4 separate regions of the Mus musculus genome follow, and all the other regions are linked to region 2. Evidence: chromatin contacts called from public Hi-C and HiChIP or PLAC-seq data. All regions are on one chromosome and are shown on one strand. The core of a region is the stretch at or near the end of the contact, and the rest is flanking DNA. Distances in the headings are between cores, read along the strand shown. Region 1 has its middle 44 kb from the start of Gm51455. Region 2 has its middle 85 kb from the start of Gm34282. Region 3 has its middle 14 kb from the start of Gm45999. Region 4 has its middle 15 kb from the start of Gm45999.

Evidence for each region. Hi-C and Micro-C count contacts between places; a contact is called where the count stands out from the background. HiChIP or PLAC-seq counts read pairs in DNA pulled down with a chosen protein or histone mark.
Region 1: a Hi-C map of the N1E-115 cell line shows a contact between it and region 2, with 3 times the contacts expected there. The contact joins two enhancer-like sites. A contact is called at or near these places in 19 of 484 Hi-C or Micro-C datasets (the G1E-ER4 cell line, the HL-1 cell line, the N1E-115 cell line and 9 more), 7 of 115 datasets of contacts at active chromatin or transcription factors (astrocytes, embryonic stem cells, large pre-B cells and 1 more) and 1 of 9 other capture datasets (embryonic stem cells).
Region 3: a Hi-C map of the N1E-115 cell line shows a contact between it and region 2, with 3 times the contacts expected there. The contact joins two enhancer-like sites. A contact is called at or near these places in 3 of 484 Hi-C or Micro-C datasets (the N1E-115 cell line, epidermal suprabasal cells and uterus) and 1 of 115 datasets of contacts at active chromatin or transcription factors (oligodendrocyte precursor cells).
Region 4: an H3K27ac HiChIP or PLAC-seq map of neural progenitor cells shows a contact between it and region 2, with 7 times the contacts expected there. The contact joins two enhancer-like sites. A contact is called at or near these places in 15 of 484 Hi-C or Micro-C datasets (the N1E-115 cell line, Sertoli cells, cranial neural crest and 9 more) and 6 of 115 datasets of contacts at active chromatin or transcription factors (T-cell acute lymphoblastic leukemia, craniofacial prominence, large pre-B cells and 3 more).

Annotation. Positions count from the first base shown.
Region 1 is chr7:115,451,067-115,455,397 of GRCm38.p6, reverse strand. No RefSeq gene overlaps it. Among named protein-coding and RNA genes, the nearest start is that of Gm51455, 44 kb to the left of the region's middle. Within about 2 kb of position 2,502, at least 38 of the 459 cell types and tissues checked have an H3K27ac peak or open chromatin away from gene starts, as enhancers often do. A contact at or near this core is called in the N1E-115 cell line, where this site is marked.
Region 2 is chr7:115,215,032-115,219,273 of GRCm38.p6, reverse strand. No RefSeq gene overlaps it. Among named protein-coding and RNA genes, the nearest start is that of Gm34282, 85 kb to the right of the region's middle. Within about 2 kb of position 1,758, at least 140 of the 459 cell types and tissues checked have an H3K27ac peak or open chromatin away from gene starts, as enhancers often do. A contact at or near this core is called in the N1E-115 cell line, muscle stem cells and neural progenitor cells, where this site is marked.
Region 3 is chr7:115,409,832-115,414,460 of GRCm38.p6, reverse strand. No RefSeq gene overlaps it. Among named protein-coding and RNA genes, the nearest start is that of Gm45999, 14 kb to the right of the region's middle. Within about 2 kb of position 2,815, at least 25 of the 459 cell types and tissues checked have an H3K27ac peak or open chromatin away from gene starts, as enhancers often do. A contact at or near this core is called in the N1E-115 cell line, where this site is marked.
Region 4 is chr7:115,381,070-115,385,072 of GRCm38.p6, reverse strand. No RefSeq gene overlaps it. Among named protein-coding and RNA genes, the nearest start is that of Gm45999, 15 kb to the left of the region's middle. Within about 2 kb of position 2,027, at least 29 of the 459 cell types and tissues checked have an H3K27ac peak or open chromatin away from gene starts, as enhancers often do. A contact at or near this core is called in muscle stem cells and neural progenitor cells, where this site is marked.

The sequences.
Region 1 (4,331 bases), core at 1,253-3,752, 240 kb before region 2:
TGGCCCACTGGGCTGCTCAGCATATGAAATCACATGCCATCCATCCCTCCTCCGGTTGGAGGAATAGTACACACACTCTACTTGGTCTTCCTTATCACCAACTTCAACAAGCAGGCTCAAAGCCCTGCTGGCCTTTAACCCTTTCAGCAGCCCTGCTCTTATTTACAGAACAAGGTTCCAGTCCATAGCCCAGCCCCTGCGGCTTGCTCTAAGCTCATCTCTCTGTGTCAGGTGCCTCGGAGCAGGCCCGTGGCTTTGCACATGCTGCTGGTCCGTTGTCATGTGAGCCCTTTACCAGCAACATCTCTCTCCTTACCTGACCTGGAGGCAGCTTTAGCCCTCACTGTCTTTGGGAAGCCTTCCTGATACCTGCAGATGCTTGGCTAGCTCCACAGAGCCCTCCCCTGCAGCACCGGGCCATGTTGTTATTTTACACTCATTTCTGTGATTCACTGATTCCTATCTGTCAGCTTTACTAAAAACATAAACTTTCTGGGGACCACAAATGGTGTCTTTTGTTACTCCTTTGGGTCTTCCATGGGCTTCCTACATTAACCAAAAGACAGAGGAATCCCATCTAGTTCTCAGTGTTGGCCACACCTGCTGGTTCGAGGCAGATGAATTCTTTCTGCAGACCTGAGCAGGCCTGAGCACTCCCAGTATCAGTCAGCCTAAGGAAGCAATGGAGGAGCTAGAGGGCATGGGAAGTAGCCACAGCGTGCAGCAGGCAGAAGGAAAGCTAGGTTTGGCTGGCTCTGGGGCCAGCACTTGGCTGTCACTTGGCTGGCTTGGAAGGAAATAGGACTTAAGGACTTTTATTTTGGGGTGGTCCTGTCGATGGACTCCAGGGCTTTGTGCTCTTCCATTGAACCACAATGTGAAGACTGGCGTCTTTAGAAGCTTGAAGAGTAGAGTATTGCACTGCAGTGGTTGTCAACACAGCTGCCCCACAAATGGTCAAAGTTCTCATCTTGATGAGACCCGGTACAAGGGCCTCTGCGCAGACCTGTGGGGAATTATCTTGTGTTAAGTGAGATGCAAATATGCACCTACTGTGAGTAGAGCCAGTTTGTGCTGGAGGGGGCTAGATTGTAGAAAATGGTGGATTGTATGAGAAAGGTGACCATGGGCTCACTGCTCTTTGCTTCTTGACTGTGGACACAAAGTGACCAGATCCCACTAAGGTCTGCTGCAGTCACTACTCTGCCATGATGGACCCTGAACTGTGAGTCAAACCTTTTCTCTCATTTTGCTTTTGTGCCCGCGCTGTGAGGAGCTCCGGTCTAGGCCCCATGGCCTTGCGTTTGAGGGGTCTGTGTTTAAGTGCCCTGGCCCAGCCGAAGAGTCAGATTATTTAGTGTGAGTGCCCTGAACCCACGTTGCTTTCCTGGTTTATTCTAGTGCTGTCTTCGCACTCCCTAAAGATTGGCAGATGGCCTGGAGGATGACCTGGGTACTAGGTAGTTTATGAAACACGACAATGAGTCCTGGGTTAAAAATGCCCTGCCTAGGACAGGTGAGTTCACCCCTGACTCCACACTTTTAGCTGGGCTGGTCTTGTCCCTAAGCATAAGGAAACCTCTGGTTTTCCAAACAGGAGCTCCTGAGCCCCTGGGGGCGACAGAGATCCTGCCTCCCGCCCAAAGGTGGCTGATTTGGCTGCCGAGTTCCCCTGTAAATTGGTTCCGCATGTTGCCGACATCAGGCCCGAACGTTTGCTCAGCACACAGCAGTGAGGGCCCTCCGGGGAGGCTGAAACCCCACACCACCCGCCATCCGCCCCCAGATCTAGGCTGCCAAGCCGCTGCCCGCAGCCAGCTCCCGGGCCCAGGGGTGGGCGAGCCAAGACTGTAGTGCGGGGGCCCTGGGGCCTATAGACCCCCACAAGGCAGCCATGGCGCCACCTCGTGGCTGTTTGGAGGACTGCGCCAGCATGGCAGCCTGCTCTTATCCAGGGCCCTGAGACCAAAGATGGCTTACTGGAGAAACGTGTTAGAGGGCTAAATCTTACCAAAGATGCTTCTGCTCTTATTCCAAGAACTCCCAGGGAAGGAAAATGCGGTTCCCAAGCCTGAGCTATTTTTAAACGACACCATGCGCCATGCAGATGCTCTGTTTATGGCTGATGTTCTAAGCTACTAAGAAGCGCTGTGCCTTTAACCAAAGGCAGATGCCCACTGAGGGTAATTTGGGTGGGCTGGGCCTGTCAATTCCCAGGCCTAAGTGGCAAGGCACGCAGAACCTTGTGGCCAGTCAGAGGCTGGGGTTTCCCCTGGGAAAGATGACTGTTCAGGCTGTTTTCCCTGGGACTCTGTGTCTAAATCTTTCTGGTGTGATTCAAAGCTAAGGCTGGAAGTGGGGAAGACCTCTTACTGGTTACCCCGTCCATATAAGAATAATAACAGGACTTATCCTTGAGGCTGTGAGGTCTTTAGAGTGTTGATATTTTTCTAACAGGTCTGGCCTCTGCTTGCTTTCCATGGCTTCCAGTCACCCTGGGACAAAGCCATTAGCACCTGCTCATCTGTGGGGAATCTGTGGTGGGGACAGTGGATCTAGACCTCCCCTCCCAGACCCCTACTTTCTGTTTGTGTAACGCCTGTGTGTGTAGTGTGTGCACGCATGCTCACACATACATGGGAAGGCACACAAGTATGGAGGTCAGATGTTGCTGTTGGGTGAGGTTGTCACTTTCCTACTTTATATATTGAGTCAAAAAAATCTCTCACTTGAACCCAGAGCTCCCATATTTGGCTAGTCTAGCTACTCTGCTACCTTTGAGCATCCCCTGTCTTTGCCTGGCCCAAATCAAGATTAGAGGCAGGCCAGCACACCCATCTGACGGTTTCCTGGGTTCTGGGGTTCTGAGCTTTGCTCCTTACACTTTACCTTCCAAGCCATCTCCCCAGCCAGCTGACTTAGGCTCGGGTTTGAACCAAGCTCAGGTTAGCCTGTGCCCTCACCTCCAATTATGACTGAGACTGACTGGGCTTGCTACCCTCGCCTGCCAGCTCATACTACCCACTTCAGTGCTTATGTCCCGAGCCAGACCTACATCAGCTACACCTCCCTGCTCAACCTGGACCTTGCTTCGTCTCTAACCCTCTGGTGTCTCAGCTTGCTCTGTCCCTGAGTGTAGGTGCCAGAACTTAAGAACCTGCCAGTGAGCTGGAGTGTACACATTTGTTGTAGTTGGTCACACGATCCGATCCATGGCGGGTTCCTGTTGGTGTGCTGTGCATATGACCAGAGGCAGCTGGAGGTAAGTGCCTCACTAAGAATGAAAGAATGAATGAATGAATGAATGAATGAATGAATGAGAAAGGTACCTGAGGAGAAGGATGGGCATAATTTGAAGACCAGAGCTCACCACAGTTACATGTAAAAGACAGAAGATCAGAGGGAGGACCAGACCCAGGCCCCTCACTGTACAGATGCCCTAGGCCTAAGAGGAGAGGGCACAGTTCCTTGTGTTGCACAGTTGGCAAAATGTTGAAGATGGTTTGAAGGTAAAAAGGTATGACCCAGAAGTAAGACCTCTCCCTGATTAATTTGGTTTTGTTTGTCATTTGTTTTTAGATATTTTCATAGGTAGCCCTGGCAGGTCTTGGACTCACTACATAAACCAGGCTGGCTTCAGACTCATAGAGATCCACCTGTCTCTGGCTCCCGAGTGTTTGAATTAAAAATGTACATCATTCCACCCAGCTTAACTAGGTTCTCAAGTAGCCCAGGTTGGCCCTGAGAATTAATTTTGCACTCTTGACCTTCCTTGCAATCCCAGAATCCTCATTTATTAGCTGTGTGACCCCAGGCAAGCCACTGTGAGCCCAAGCATTTTTGCCTTCAGATGGAAGAAATTCCCTTCAAGAATTAAATTCCATTTTTCAGGAGAAATGTATGGTCACCTACCCAGTACATAACATTGGCAGGGCCTCTCAAATACCTTAGACAAAATTTGAGCTCTTGGCGGATCCAGGAAACATACAAAGAGGTACTAGCTAAGAGGTTGAGCCAGCAGTGGGCACCCAGAGAGGGGCCCTGGGCAGATGGTTTGTTTCTCAGACCTGGAGCAACCTTGCTAGTTTGGGGCTAGAAGAGCCATGCAGAGGCCATCAGCAGCCTCACAACCTGGCTCTTGTGGTGGCAATGCTGTAACTCTGCCAGGCAAAGCTCTAAGTCTTTTATTTGTTAGACCCAAGGTCCTTCTGGGCCAGGCTTGTGGAGACGGACTTGGGATAGCCAACAACCGTGTTTAAGACCCTTCACCCTCTCTTTCAGAAGAGCCTGTCGCATGGGTACCCAGATGGTAAATGAAGCCCAAACTGAGT
Region 2 (4,242 bases), core at 509-3,008:
GACAGGGCGGGACTGTGTTGATTCAGTGGTGTGGACTCCATAGTCACGCTCACACATGGCTGCACTCTGTGTCTCTGTGTGGATGTCTCTCTGGTGTAGAAGTCACTTCACCAGAGCGGATGAGTCCTCACGTGTGTGCACTTGGGGGCCTTTTCTCTTGCAGTAAATGTAGCTTAAAAGCTGGTGACGGGGGCTCTTCCTGAACACCAACCACAGCACATCATTTTTCTTTCAGGGAAAAACGCTAGAAATTAACCTGCAAGGGGCAAGTCTCTCCTTTACTTCCTCTTTCTGCCTTCTCTTCCTCTGTGTGCGTCTCCCTCCATCTCTGCCGTTCTATTTATAGCTTAAGGCTTTCATGTTTTCACACTTAGCATATAAACGTCCTGTCTTACATGAGAGAGGGAGCACAGAGTGGCTCTGTAATTAGATCAGCACTCTGTTCCAACGGCACATGCTCGCTCGGGCTGGACATTGTTCCCTGCTCCACTCCCACCAGCAGACGTCACCAAGCCTCAGAATCCTGCCCGAACCCCTCCTTCCATGTCCCTTTTAATCCCTAATGACAGTCCTCCAATATGACTGTCCCCGGCTCCCTATCTGGTCCTCTTCTGCCACATTGGAGGTGACTTCAGTGTGCTCCACCAGGGCTCAGAAGAGCCTAGCTCTCCACTCTGATCTCTATGCAGAGTGGGAACCATCCCTGCTTGTTAAGGCCATCAGAATGACAGCCCACAGGGACAAAGCTCACCCCTCAAACTCGCTAGGTCCCCAGTCCCTAAAAAATAAGAAGACACAATTATAAAGATTTAAATTAAATGGAAAAAATACAGGAGCTAGGAAATGAGGCTTCATTTCCAAGCCCTCTTGATGCATGTTAGCGAATATTGTTGAGAACAATTAGGGCTGTGTGAGTGAGGGGTTTTTCCTCACTCGCTTGTCAGGTCAGAAGACAATCTGTTTATTTTCCTGATACAATTTTATTCAATAAACTGAAAGGATGGGAGCCGGGAAAGGGGATATGAACAGGATGTGTGCCATCAATTTGTCAAATAAATAACCGTGCTTGGAAACAACAGATTTTATTAATTAGACAGGATGGTGTATTATTACCATTAAAGTGTTATATTGCATTAATTTTTATATTTTACTCGGCTACTAATTACTGTAAAAGATTTCGGGAATGAAGCAAAATAAAATCATGCAGCATTATACATAATGTAAAGATAGCGTGAATTAATTTGCCCACTGATCGAGAGAGAAAGATGCACTGGGGCTGTCTGTGCTTCCTTGGCTGGCCTGGCCCGGGAGCCCCGGAAGCAGCCCTGTTGTTGGCAGGCAGAGGGGTGGGAGGTGAAGGATGCCTTGAAGCCTGGGGTTTGAGGTCAGGCACTGGACTACTGGCTCTGTAACCTTTAACAAATACTCACCCAGAGATCTCCGTGTTCAGTCTCCACTTGCCTTATGGCAACTGTAAGAGTTTGCCAGGAGAGAGAGAGAGAGAGAGAGAGAGAGAGAGAGAGAGAGAGAGAGAGAGAGAGAGAGAGAGAGACTCTTTCAATGTGGGAGGGGTGGAAGGGAGGATGGCAGGATTTGTGCAGGTGTTAAATGAAAGAGTATTCAGAGGTCTAGATCCAGCCTGGGTAGGCTAATGCCCAGGTCCTGGTAGAGCCAAGAGGCCAGGTCCTGAGAGAATCATATTTGCAGCTTCTCAGCCACTGCCCTGCTGGGACATACTGCATCCAAGTGGTGCAAAGCTGGCTGCTACTAAGGTCAAGACAACAGCGCCATGAGATCCTTGTTGTAAGTGCAGACCAGAGGTCTGGATAAAACAGGTGTCTCCCCCAGGGAACCCCATCAGGCATTGGTACCACGGGAAGGAAAAAGCACACCTCACTTCTGTGCAGCCAGACGTGAGCTATATGGATACAGCCATGTCCCCCTGAACAGAGGTTTATTCTTTAGCTTAGAAAATAAAAAGTAAACTTTTGTGCTCCCTCCGCGCTCCCCTCTCCCACCAAACAACAACAAAACCAGGTTGTCTGCCCAGGCAGGGGAATCCACGCCTGGCACAAGGTCTGATGGGGGAGGCAGGATGGGTTGGGCGCTCTTTGGGAACTCCCCATGACTACAACGCTGCAGGAGCCAATGGAGCCCCCACCCGCAAGATCCTCGCTGACCTGGGCAGTGCGGCCCACTCCCCCCCCCCCCCCCCCGGGGGGTGTGCTCCCAGGCGCAACTCAAGCCCAGCCGCGTTTTTCTGCAGGCTAGGTCTCCATAGCCAGGGCCCAGGAGAACCCACATTTCTCACGACCTACTGCCACCTACTGTCCATAGATGAGAACTGCAAGCCTCTTGGAAGTGTCCTTGGGGAGCCAGAGCAGCGACTCTGGGTGCATCTGCTTAAAGCCTCAGTTTCCAGAGTGTTCCGGAACTGCGTTGTGTGGGAACAATTCTACCAGACCTCTTGAACCCTTGTGCTATATCTTACTTGGGTGACACCTGGGAGGTCTGAAAAGGTTTCCCCTGGGGTTAAAAGGTTCCTCAGAAAGGATCAGATGTAAAATTTACAGTGAATGTTCCCATTTCTGATTCTCCTGGTTAGACCTTAATCTGTGCTGGAGTCTGACCTCCCTGACCAGGGCATGCCTTCAACCTTTTTCTCTTTTACTTGCCCTAATGTTACTTTGTCTTAACTATTACACGTGTTGTTTGGGCCCGAAGTCCTGTCTGTAGTAGTAATTTAAAAGTTGAAGTCGTATGTGTTCTTGTCCTACTTCCCAAATAATTGACACAAAGATCTATTAAGTTGATTACCAAGCTTTAACCTCTGTGACTTGGCAGGTATTCATCTATTCTAACAGTCTAAGCTATCTGTTGCTCAGCCCCAGGGCCCTTTACCTTCAAGCTGAGTCTCACCATCTTGCTCTGGTCCGAGCATTGCCTATGTCTGTTCTCTCCTGGTGAACTGATGGTGAATCCCTCAGTGACCTGCTCATCAGGACTTCTTCTGGACACACTGTCTCAGGGTTTCTCCACGTAGTCTCTCTACCTTCTTTCCCCGTGGCCCTTCTCTTCTCTCTTTCCTCATGGTCTTTCTCTTAGGTCTCTCTTTCTGGAACCAGATAAAACTTCAGCTTGAAATTACTACTGCATCTGATTGCACTCTGGCTGGCCAGAAGTTATTTAACCCTTTTTTTTTTTAAAAAAATACTCAATATTATTCATCTTTAAATCTAAAACGACCATGCTTTCCATACAGTTGGTCATAGTATGAAATGAATGACGATATACGAAGGACCAGGAACGAGCCTGGCATTCAGTAGATGCTTTACAAGTGCATAGTAAGGGATTATTCAAGGCTCCAATTATCTGCATACTATCACAAGATTTCCCTTCATCTTTTAGCTCCCTAAGTGCTAAAATCATTTCAGAATCAGTCACGCTATCAATCATAGCTACTTGCACAGGAGAAAGTAGTACCATGTATCTATCTATCTATCTATCTATCTATCTATCTATCTATCTATCTATCTACCTACCTACCTACCTACCTACCTACCTATCTACCTATCCATCCATCTATCTGTCTATCCATTCAATAAATGTTCTACACACAATGCTCTGGGGTTAAAAGGGTGGAACTGAAGACTGAAACTGAAGACTGAGACCTTTCATTCACAGAGTTTATAGGGTTAAATGAAGACAGAACAAATGAGTCAGGCATGGGGCCACATTCCTACAATTTCTGCACTTGGGAGGCAGAGGCAGAGGGTTGTAGGAAGTTGGAGGCCAGGCTGGTCTACATTAAAAATTCAAGGCCATGTAGAGAATGCAAGGGGCTATACAGTGAGTGAGATTCTGTTTCCAAAACAACCCCAACAAATAGATGTACAGATGAAGTGAATATTAAAGCAAGAATATCCAAGGTATCTGAAAGAAGTATGGGGTGTGGGGTGGGCCTTCTGCAGATGGGGCCAGCATAGGGCTCTGAATGAGAGGTGTCTGTGTCGAAGGTGGTCTGATGCAAACTTGAAGTATGAAAGAGGTAAATGGTGGCTTCCTGGGGTATACGGAGGAGCCTAGCTATGAAGGGGAACAGGCACATGATCTCAGTCTTGCTGAATGTGTGCACATACAAGTCAAAGCCCAGAGGTCTGCATTCTCAGAGGGAGGGGATGGTATTGCATGCAAAGTACAGTTCAATAGACCTGATTATAAAAAACAAAAGATGAAAGAAAA
Region 3 (4,629 bases), core at 1,566-4,065, 190 kb before region 2:
CTGAGGCTATGGGAATGGAGAAAGCATTACTGAACTACTCAGGCAGTGACTGAGGCAAGGTCCTTCCCCATGAAGGCTACAGGTTTTTGTTATCCTGGATCTGGCAGAGGGTACTGTGTGGGATGCTCCTGTTCTGGGGCAGAAGGCAAAGCTGTTCTCAGTGGGATCCTATGGCTTCCCATGGCTCCTTCCCACATTATATTGACTGGGATGTTGGTAATGGAACCTCTGGGGCTATGTGCATGATGAAGACAGGGATGCCCTGGAGCTTCTACTTCACCCAGGACCAGAGACTGTGCTCAGCCTCTCGTGCTTGTGCTGTGGTTATCTCTGTACCATCTGCCTGGTGTGGGACTGTGGTGCTATCCAGATTCTACAGAGGACATACTGTCCAGGGTTGGGGGATGACATTGAAGTCTGAGGATGAGGTTTGGAGGTTGTCCCTGTCTGTCTCCTTCCTAAGCAGTGGTTAGTGTGGAAGCAGAGTCTGGCCTCCTCTGGTAAAGGGAGTCCACTCTGCGAGAACCAGGAAGAAAGACAGTGGCTCCTGTCATAAGAACACATGGGAATGGTTAAAGCCTGGAGACCAGAAGGAGCTCTGTGAACCTGCAGCTGTAACAACCTCTAGAAGCCATTCTCAACCTGTGGGCCACAACCAATTTGGGGGTTGAGTGGCCTTTTCATAGGGAATGTATATCAGCTATCCTGCATATCGGATATTTATATTATGATCCAAAACAGTAGCAACATTATAGCTATGAAGTAGCAATGAATTAATTTTATGGTTGGGGCTCACTACAACATGAGGAACTGTATTAGAGTCACAGCATTAGGAAGGTTGAGAACCATTGGAGACTCTTAGCAACATGTAAGTTGATGGTGCTAGGGCAGGAGTGGAGAGAATGGAGCTGGCTCTTTCCCCAGATAGCAAGCATGGCTCAATGGAGAACTGGTGTCACCCCAGGGGATCCTTGGCCCCTACTTTTTTTAACTTTATATTTTTATGCATGGGTGTTTTGCTTGCATGTAAGTCTATGTACCATGTGTATGGGTAACCCATAGAGACCAGAAGAGGACATTAGATACCCTGGCACTGGAATTACATATTGATATAAGCTACTGTGCAGGTGCTGGGAACCAAATATAGGTCCTTTGCAAGAACAGCAAATACTCTTAACTGCTTGTCTTTTTTTTTTTTTTTTTTTTTTTTTTTTTTGGTCTGTTTTACTGCTGTGAATAGTCACCATGACCAAGGCAACTCTTATAAGGACAACCTTTAATTGGGGCCAGCTTACAGATTCAGAGGTTCAGTCCATTTTCATCAAGGTGGGAGCATGGCAGTGTCTAGGCAGGCATGGTGCAGGAGGAGCTGAGAGTTCTACCTCTTCATCTGAAGGCAGCTAGGAGAAGATTGGGCTTCCAGGCAGCTAGAATGGGGATATTAAAGCCCATGCCTACAGTGACACACCTACTCCAACAAGGCCACACCTACTCTAACAAGGCCAAGTCTCCTAACAGCGCCACTCCCTGGGCCAAGCATATACAAATCATCACAATGCTATTCTTAACTCATCCCATTTCTCCATCCCTCAGATTCTACTTCTTGGCTAGGACTCAGCGAATGTGTCCTGCTTTCCAAGAAGTCTTTGGACTTGAGTCTCACAACATCTCTCCTAGTGCAGCAAATGTCCCTCTGTAAATTTCCTGGGGCTGATCTCTGCCTGGGTAATCTGGGGTCAGTTGCTTGACTTCCTTGTGTATGGTTTTGCCACTGGTCAGTAGAGGACAGTGAGAACACTGGGGTACTGGGTGAGGAATGAGAGGCGAGTGCTCTCTTCTGCAAGGCTGGGGGTAAGCCATCTACAGTCCTCCCACTTCTCCCTCATCCCCATCTCTTCGTTTTGTCCTGATCTCAATGCCGGAGTGGAGACACTGCCCCAAAGTTCAGCAGTCTCTCCAGCCACACCAGGTAGAGTAGAGGTGGCTGTAGGCAGAAGACTCACCCCTGGATTTGTGCTCCTTTTAGCAACCCAGCACTTTCTTGTCTTATCTAGTAATCCACAGAAGACAAGTGGGGAGAGAGGAGTCTCACCTCCAACCCAGTGCTTAACAACAGTGCTTAGGACCACTACCAGAGCCTCGGCTGTGGCATTTTGTCTGTACCTTGGGTTTGGTGTCGTGGTCAAGGCTATCCTATAAACCAAACAAGACGTTATGGTTACAGTAATGATGGTGATGGTACTGGTGGTGGTGGGTGTATCAAAGCTCCCAAGACAACATGTGACTACATACTTTTTTCTGTCTATCCCTCCTCTTTCTAAGCGCTAGTGTTGGGGCTGAAGGGGCTACAGGGTGGATACCATGTAGCCACAGACCACAGATCCCTACTTGGGAAGAAAAACAAAAGGCCTGTGACCCAGCAGAAGTTATGGCTTCCTACTCCCAAGTGTGGTTGGCACATTGTTCAGATACTTGGAAGGACCCTAGATGATTGATTTCTAGTTTATAGACACCCTGTCTCCCTCCTCGTGCCATCTGTTGACCCCAGGTGGGATGCCCGTTCTGGCCTGACTTAGCTTTCTCACTACTGAGGTATCAGCCCAGTATCTTGAGATTAAGCACAGACTCAGACCTGAAAGAAGCTTTGTTTCTAGGCCAGCTTGGTAGCGCTGCCTTCCTGAGTCAGCTCCCCAAGTCAGGGGCCATGCAAACCACTCAGGGGCTCTCTGATTGCTGGGCTCCATCCAGTCCCAATCAGCAGGCACCATCCACAGGCAGCTTCTTCCCTCCCCTCTCTGCCCAGCCCAGGCTGTACAGTGGTGGATTACAGGGCTGAGGCTGGCAGCCTGCCCTTGGGTTTCCTGAGACTGCATTAGGGGGCTGGGAGCATCCTGGAGTTCCTACCCTGGGGGCCTCTTCTTCTCAGGCTGCTCAGCCAAAGCAGAGGCTTGGACTCTTCCGTGTCTTTTGATGGTATTGTCCCCTTCCTTGTGACTAGTGAGGATTCTAGAAATTCCCCTCCAACCTTGAACAATGACAAATCCCATTCTTTTATTTCCAGAACACAAACTTCACCTGAGATTTCTTAAAAAAAAAAAAAAAAAAAAAAAAAAAAAAAACCAGATAGGCTTAAATACAGAACCACCACAAGGTGGAATATTTTAGGAATATTCCCATCCAATTTAGGAGCTTCAAATGCAAGTGTTAACTGTCCTTCCACCTTCCTCTCTCTCCTTTAGCTGTTAGTATCTGCTCATAAATGCCAAAGCCCAAATGGAACCCGTTGAGCAGTCAGACCCAGTAGAACAACAATGAGATCTTGGCTAACAAAGTGCCAGTGTCTGCCAAGCCAGTTTATCCTTTATTTATTATTTTCATTGTGGCTTAAAATACAAAGGCCTTGTGGCTAAGCCTGGAAGATGGAGCATGTGCAGTAAGAAGCCTGCCTCTGATCAGAGGCCGCAAAGGAGCTCCGAGACTTTCCCCTTCACCTCACTGGCCAGTGACTGAGACTAGACACAGCATGTTTTGAATTTACAGAGAGATCTACAGCTTTGGGCTCGGTTTTAGTACTTTTAAAAAGCAATCAATAATGGCCAGTTTGTAATAAGAAAAATTTATGAACTGACAGCCAAAATGTAATTACAGAGGGGATCCCTTGCAAGAAAAAAGAGGTGATGTGAGCAGACATCTCGACAATCTGTTTGCACTCGTTTGCGTTCATATAAGTGATGGAGTGCTTCTGGGTTGCGCGGGCGCTCTCCGGGGGCTTGTCTGGAGCCTGGAAAAGTCGCTGCCAAAGTTTTGGCTAACGAAGGGTAATGGCTCCTGCGTTAACTTCTCGTTGTTACCCACCAAATCGATTTTTCACAGTGTTACTTTTATGGCTAAGGCTACCAGGTGGTAGCTTCTACACCTCATCTTCTCGGTCCCTGAGAAGCTAGAGATACAACACCTGGACCTTTCTGGAAACCAGGGCAGTGCTGCAGCCCACCTCAGGAGGCTGCTGTCCTTTGCTCCCGCTTGGTACTTTGAGCACACTGCTGAGGACAGATGATCACTCTGGATGTTTTCTAGAAACTCTCCTAGGTTGCTTTTGTTGCTATGATAAACACCATGATCAAAGTCAACTTCGAGAGGAAAATACACTTGTAGGTCATAGTTCATCACTGAGGAAAGTCAGGGCAGAGCTCAAGGAAAGAACCTGGAGGCAGGAACTGAGGCAGAGGCCATGGACAGTGCTGCACATTGGCTTGCTCCTCATACCTTGCTCAGCCTGCTGTTGTCTATACTCCAGGACCACCACTTGCCTCGGTTGCTGCTACTCACGATGGGCTGGACCCTCCCGCATCAACATCAACCGTTACTCAAGAATATGTCCTCAGGCCAATCTGATGAGACGCTTGCTTAATTGCAACTTCCTCTTCCTAGATGACTCTAGTTTGCGCCTAGTTGTCCCAAACCTAATAGTATAGCATCTTTGGACGTCTCTGGGCATTATCCAATTTCAAGACACTGGGCACCACGTGTAGCCTTTCACCCACACAAAGACTCAACTAAGACTTTGAAAAAACATATTTGTTTCAGTTCACCAGGGCCTTTGGGGGACAGTGCGCCTACTGACATTGC
Region 4 (4,003 bases), core at 778-3,277, 170 kb before region 2:
GGAATTGAAGTGAGTATTAGCTGGATGGTCTGCTTTATCTGTTGGGCCAGGACTTATCAAGCTTTTACAACCAAGACTGGAGGTGGCTAGTAATCTAAATGACCTTTATATTATCTGTACAGCCAGATGTGCCCTCATTTTCCAACAACCAGAACCAGCAGTGGCTAATAGGCCAAATGACCTCTAGATGCTATCTGCATGGCTGAGATCAGGCCAGGCCAGACTCTTCTTTAGGCCCTTAAGCCGGTACAGGTAGCCTGTATCTAGAACTCATCTTCTTGGAAGAAATGGCATGCACCCCGAGTCAAGTTTTGATGTAATTATTCTTCCTTGTGTACGGGGATTATATTACACCAGAAAACCTTTTTTCCAAATTATACTGTGTTTAAATGAATAAACCACCTGAGATTGGACCCCCTGAGGTCTTGATCCAGATTGACTAGGTCAATCTAAACTGAGTTCTCATTCTTACCTCTTTGTGATTCTAATCACCAGCAGGGTTACCCTTATACCTATCTCTGTATATACATGTATACAGATGGATACGCGCAACACACACACACACACACACACACACACACACACACACACACACACCCCTCACCTGAACATTATTTTGGAGTTCAATTTCATAAATACTCAGGTAACCAGTGAAAATGACAGAGCCTGAAGATCAGTTGAAGTGGCAGGCCTAGGTAGGTAGGTAGGTAGGTAGGTGGGTAGGTAGGTTGGTAGGTTGGTAGGTTGGTAGGTAAATAGGGAGTGAAAAACTGGCAGACCCAGGTAGTCAGTGAAAATGGCAGGCTCCGTAGTATGTTATGGTAACAAGAGTAGAGATGATTCTCAAGCCCTCATGTTAGTGTCACCCAGTCTTTTGTGAGACAAATGAGAAGGCAGCTGTGTAGGACATAGACCTTGCTTGCTTCCAGTGTCTAGAAGTGGCAGAACCAGTGTGAGTATTCGAACCAAGGTCTTTCTTACTGATTCTGGATCCTCTGCTCTCAGACATCACTGTTTCCAGAACAGCGTCTTAAGACTTTCACTGAGAGGAATGAGGGAGTCCCCTGGCAGCTGGACCAATAGGCTTCAACAGATCTCCAGAGAAGAGTAGGGTAGATGAGTGTGGGAATAAGAAATTGCTGTGGTGTTGAGAGGAGGTGCAAATAAAGTAATGAAATAGAGGAAGGAAAAGATGAAAGAAAATAAAGAGAACATTAGATAGAGCAAAACAACACTTCCTCTGACCACCTAGGTATTCTATTTTGGCTTATTACCTACCTAGGCCTGACATTTTTACTACCTACCTCCTACCTACCCACCCATCTACCTACTACATACTTATCTACATATCTACCTTCTACCTACCTACCTAGGCCTGCAGTTTTAACTGACCCTCAGTCTCTGACAGCTTCACTGTCATTAGGGGATTAGCATTGCCTAGAGCAGGTGATACTTGCAATGTGACCAGGGACTATGCAAAGACTGCATTCTTGTGCTCTTATCAGAAGACCTGGCGTTCAGGATGATCCTTGATTTGTGAATGAATTCAAGTGGACAGCTTTAAAATTACTAGAACTGGACTTTGTTTTATTTTACAGTTTAGAAATATCAACCTGGGTTGGAATGAAAACATCAACCTGTTGTCGCCAAATTTTAAAAAAATTGGCTGTCCAGAAAAAAATCTTAGCATGAGAAAGAGTTCTTCTAGCTCCCTTCCACAGGAACCCTAACTTCTGGCAGGCTGTGCCTGGAGCCCTTTTGGTGTTCTATTTCTGCTAATCCTTGCTAAGAAGAAACTAGTGAGCTGGAGGTTAGCTGATGGGGCCTCAAGGTGTAACCTTTCCCAGGAATATTTGCATGTTAATAGGGGATCCAGGGAACCCAGGACAGCTTCCAGGTCTCAAATGAAAGAAGTCCTAAAGGTGGACAGGGGAGCAAGTTGGGCCCCAGGGGCCCTGCTGTGTGGGCCACCAGGATTCTTCCCCTGTGGATTGTGCTACTCTGGGCATCTCTCCAGTTGCTTTTGTACAGAAGCGGTTTAGAGCAGAACAAAGCAATTGTGTTTACCCCTAGGCAAGAACTCTATTGCCAGGGCCCTGAGAGCGGTGTCCAACTTAGAATCTGGGCCCAGTAGACCTTGCTTAGTTCCTGTTAGTGAGATGAATGAAAAAAAAAATCCCTACCCTGGCCATATCTTTAACCCTAACTCCCAGTCCTTTAAACCCAGGGCTTGGACCAAAGATTTGGGCAACTTCTTGCTAAAGATATGAGCGTTTCTACCGTTTGCCTGTTATTTTTCTTTCTCATAACCAAAAGACCTCAAAGTGTGTGCTGAGTTGCAGGATCTCAATGGCTAGATTTGGTGTTTGTCCTTGAACTCTGGATAAAGAACCTCCTTTCTAACTCAGACCAGGCTGGAGAAAGTAAAAACCCAATTCGGACACACTGCTTCTATACAGTGGACCACGAGGACAAGAGTACTTTTCTGTTTGGCTGAATTCATCAAAAATGTCCAAACCCCACACCGAACATTCATCACTAATTAAATCCTAGCACCATAATTCAGAGAAAACAATTACGGCATTTAGAATTTTTAAAGGAACTATTACTGCTGCCTTGGCCCTTTTAAAAATTATGTTCCCCAAAGGACAAAATGTAATCCATTAATATGTATGTATTATTACTTTTTTTTTTTTTTTTGTAACGGGAAGACTGCTGATGCCTGTGAATGTAGAGGCATTTATCGGTCGCCGACAGCCCGCTCCGTTGACTTGCGGTTTTAAGCGCAGTATTTTTTAGAATCTAAAAGGCTATAACATTAATTACCTTTTTGCCTTCTTCTGGTTTGCTTGCTAGTTTTCTGCGAGGAGATCCTCTTCATCCTCCCCTCCCCTCCATCCCCAGCCAACTGGTGACTGGTTAGGCACTGAAAGGCTTGGTCAGACTTGGGAGGAGCCAAACTGTTTTTGGGAAGATCTCTGGTGATTCATTGCATGGGCAATCTCTCCCAGTTCACGCTTGGTGCCAAGGAATCTGTCCTCACCTCTTTTTTTTTTTTTTTTTTTTTTTCAGTTGTGGGCCCCTTGTATCTGCTGGGTCTTGTGGCAGTCCTTGGGCACAAGACATTTTGATTTTTCAAGCCCAGTCAGTAATTTTTCCATGTCAAGTATCTCCAGCGGAAATGGGGTCTGATTATTTTCTTCCTCTTTTACTTTGTTCTCTGGATCCATATCGCTATTTTGTCTTCATAATTTAATGGAGCAATTGGGAGGTTAGTTAACCTGAGTTTGGCAATGGGGACTTAGTCCATGAAGAGGTATTGTGTGGTGGACCTATGTGTAGGTATGCACACGCATGTGTGGGAGTGTGAACATGCAAGGCCTATACACACACATAGGTGTATAAGTCACTATGCATATATAAAAACACAACATTTCCGTCCTGCTCTCTGGAGGATCAGACTATTGTCACATGCATTTGGCATTCATTATCTCCGAGCTCCCGGCGCCTCTTGGCCCATGCCCTGGCTGGCAGCAATGTGGTTTATAGAGATCGTATGGCAGAGAAACAGACCTTGAGAGACACAGCTCTGAGAAACACAGTTTACGAATTTCCTATGATTTGAGTCTGGGTTTATTCTTCCCTGTGGTGGGCAGGCACCCCAGAGCACACACAGCCCTGTCGCCTGGGAACCCAGGAGGAGTGGAGACTGTGACAATAAGCACACTGTTGTTTTTTTTTTTCTTTCTTTCTTTTTCTTCTTCTTCTTCTTTTTTTTCTTTACACGTCTCAGATTGCATTTCCTATCTGGGGGGTGGGGAGGTGGGGAAGAAAAGAAAAGAAAAGGGAGCCTTGTAAAGGATCCAGAATCTGGGCAGGAAACCACACAGAGTGAAGGTTGCCATTGTCATTAGCAATTAATGTAACCACCAGGGCTGGAGGGAGAAAGTCCTGCCAAGGCTAGAGAGGGCAAGGAGTGGGGCCTGCTCACCCCTACTTGTCA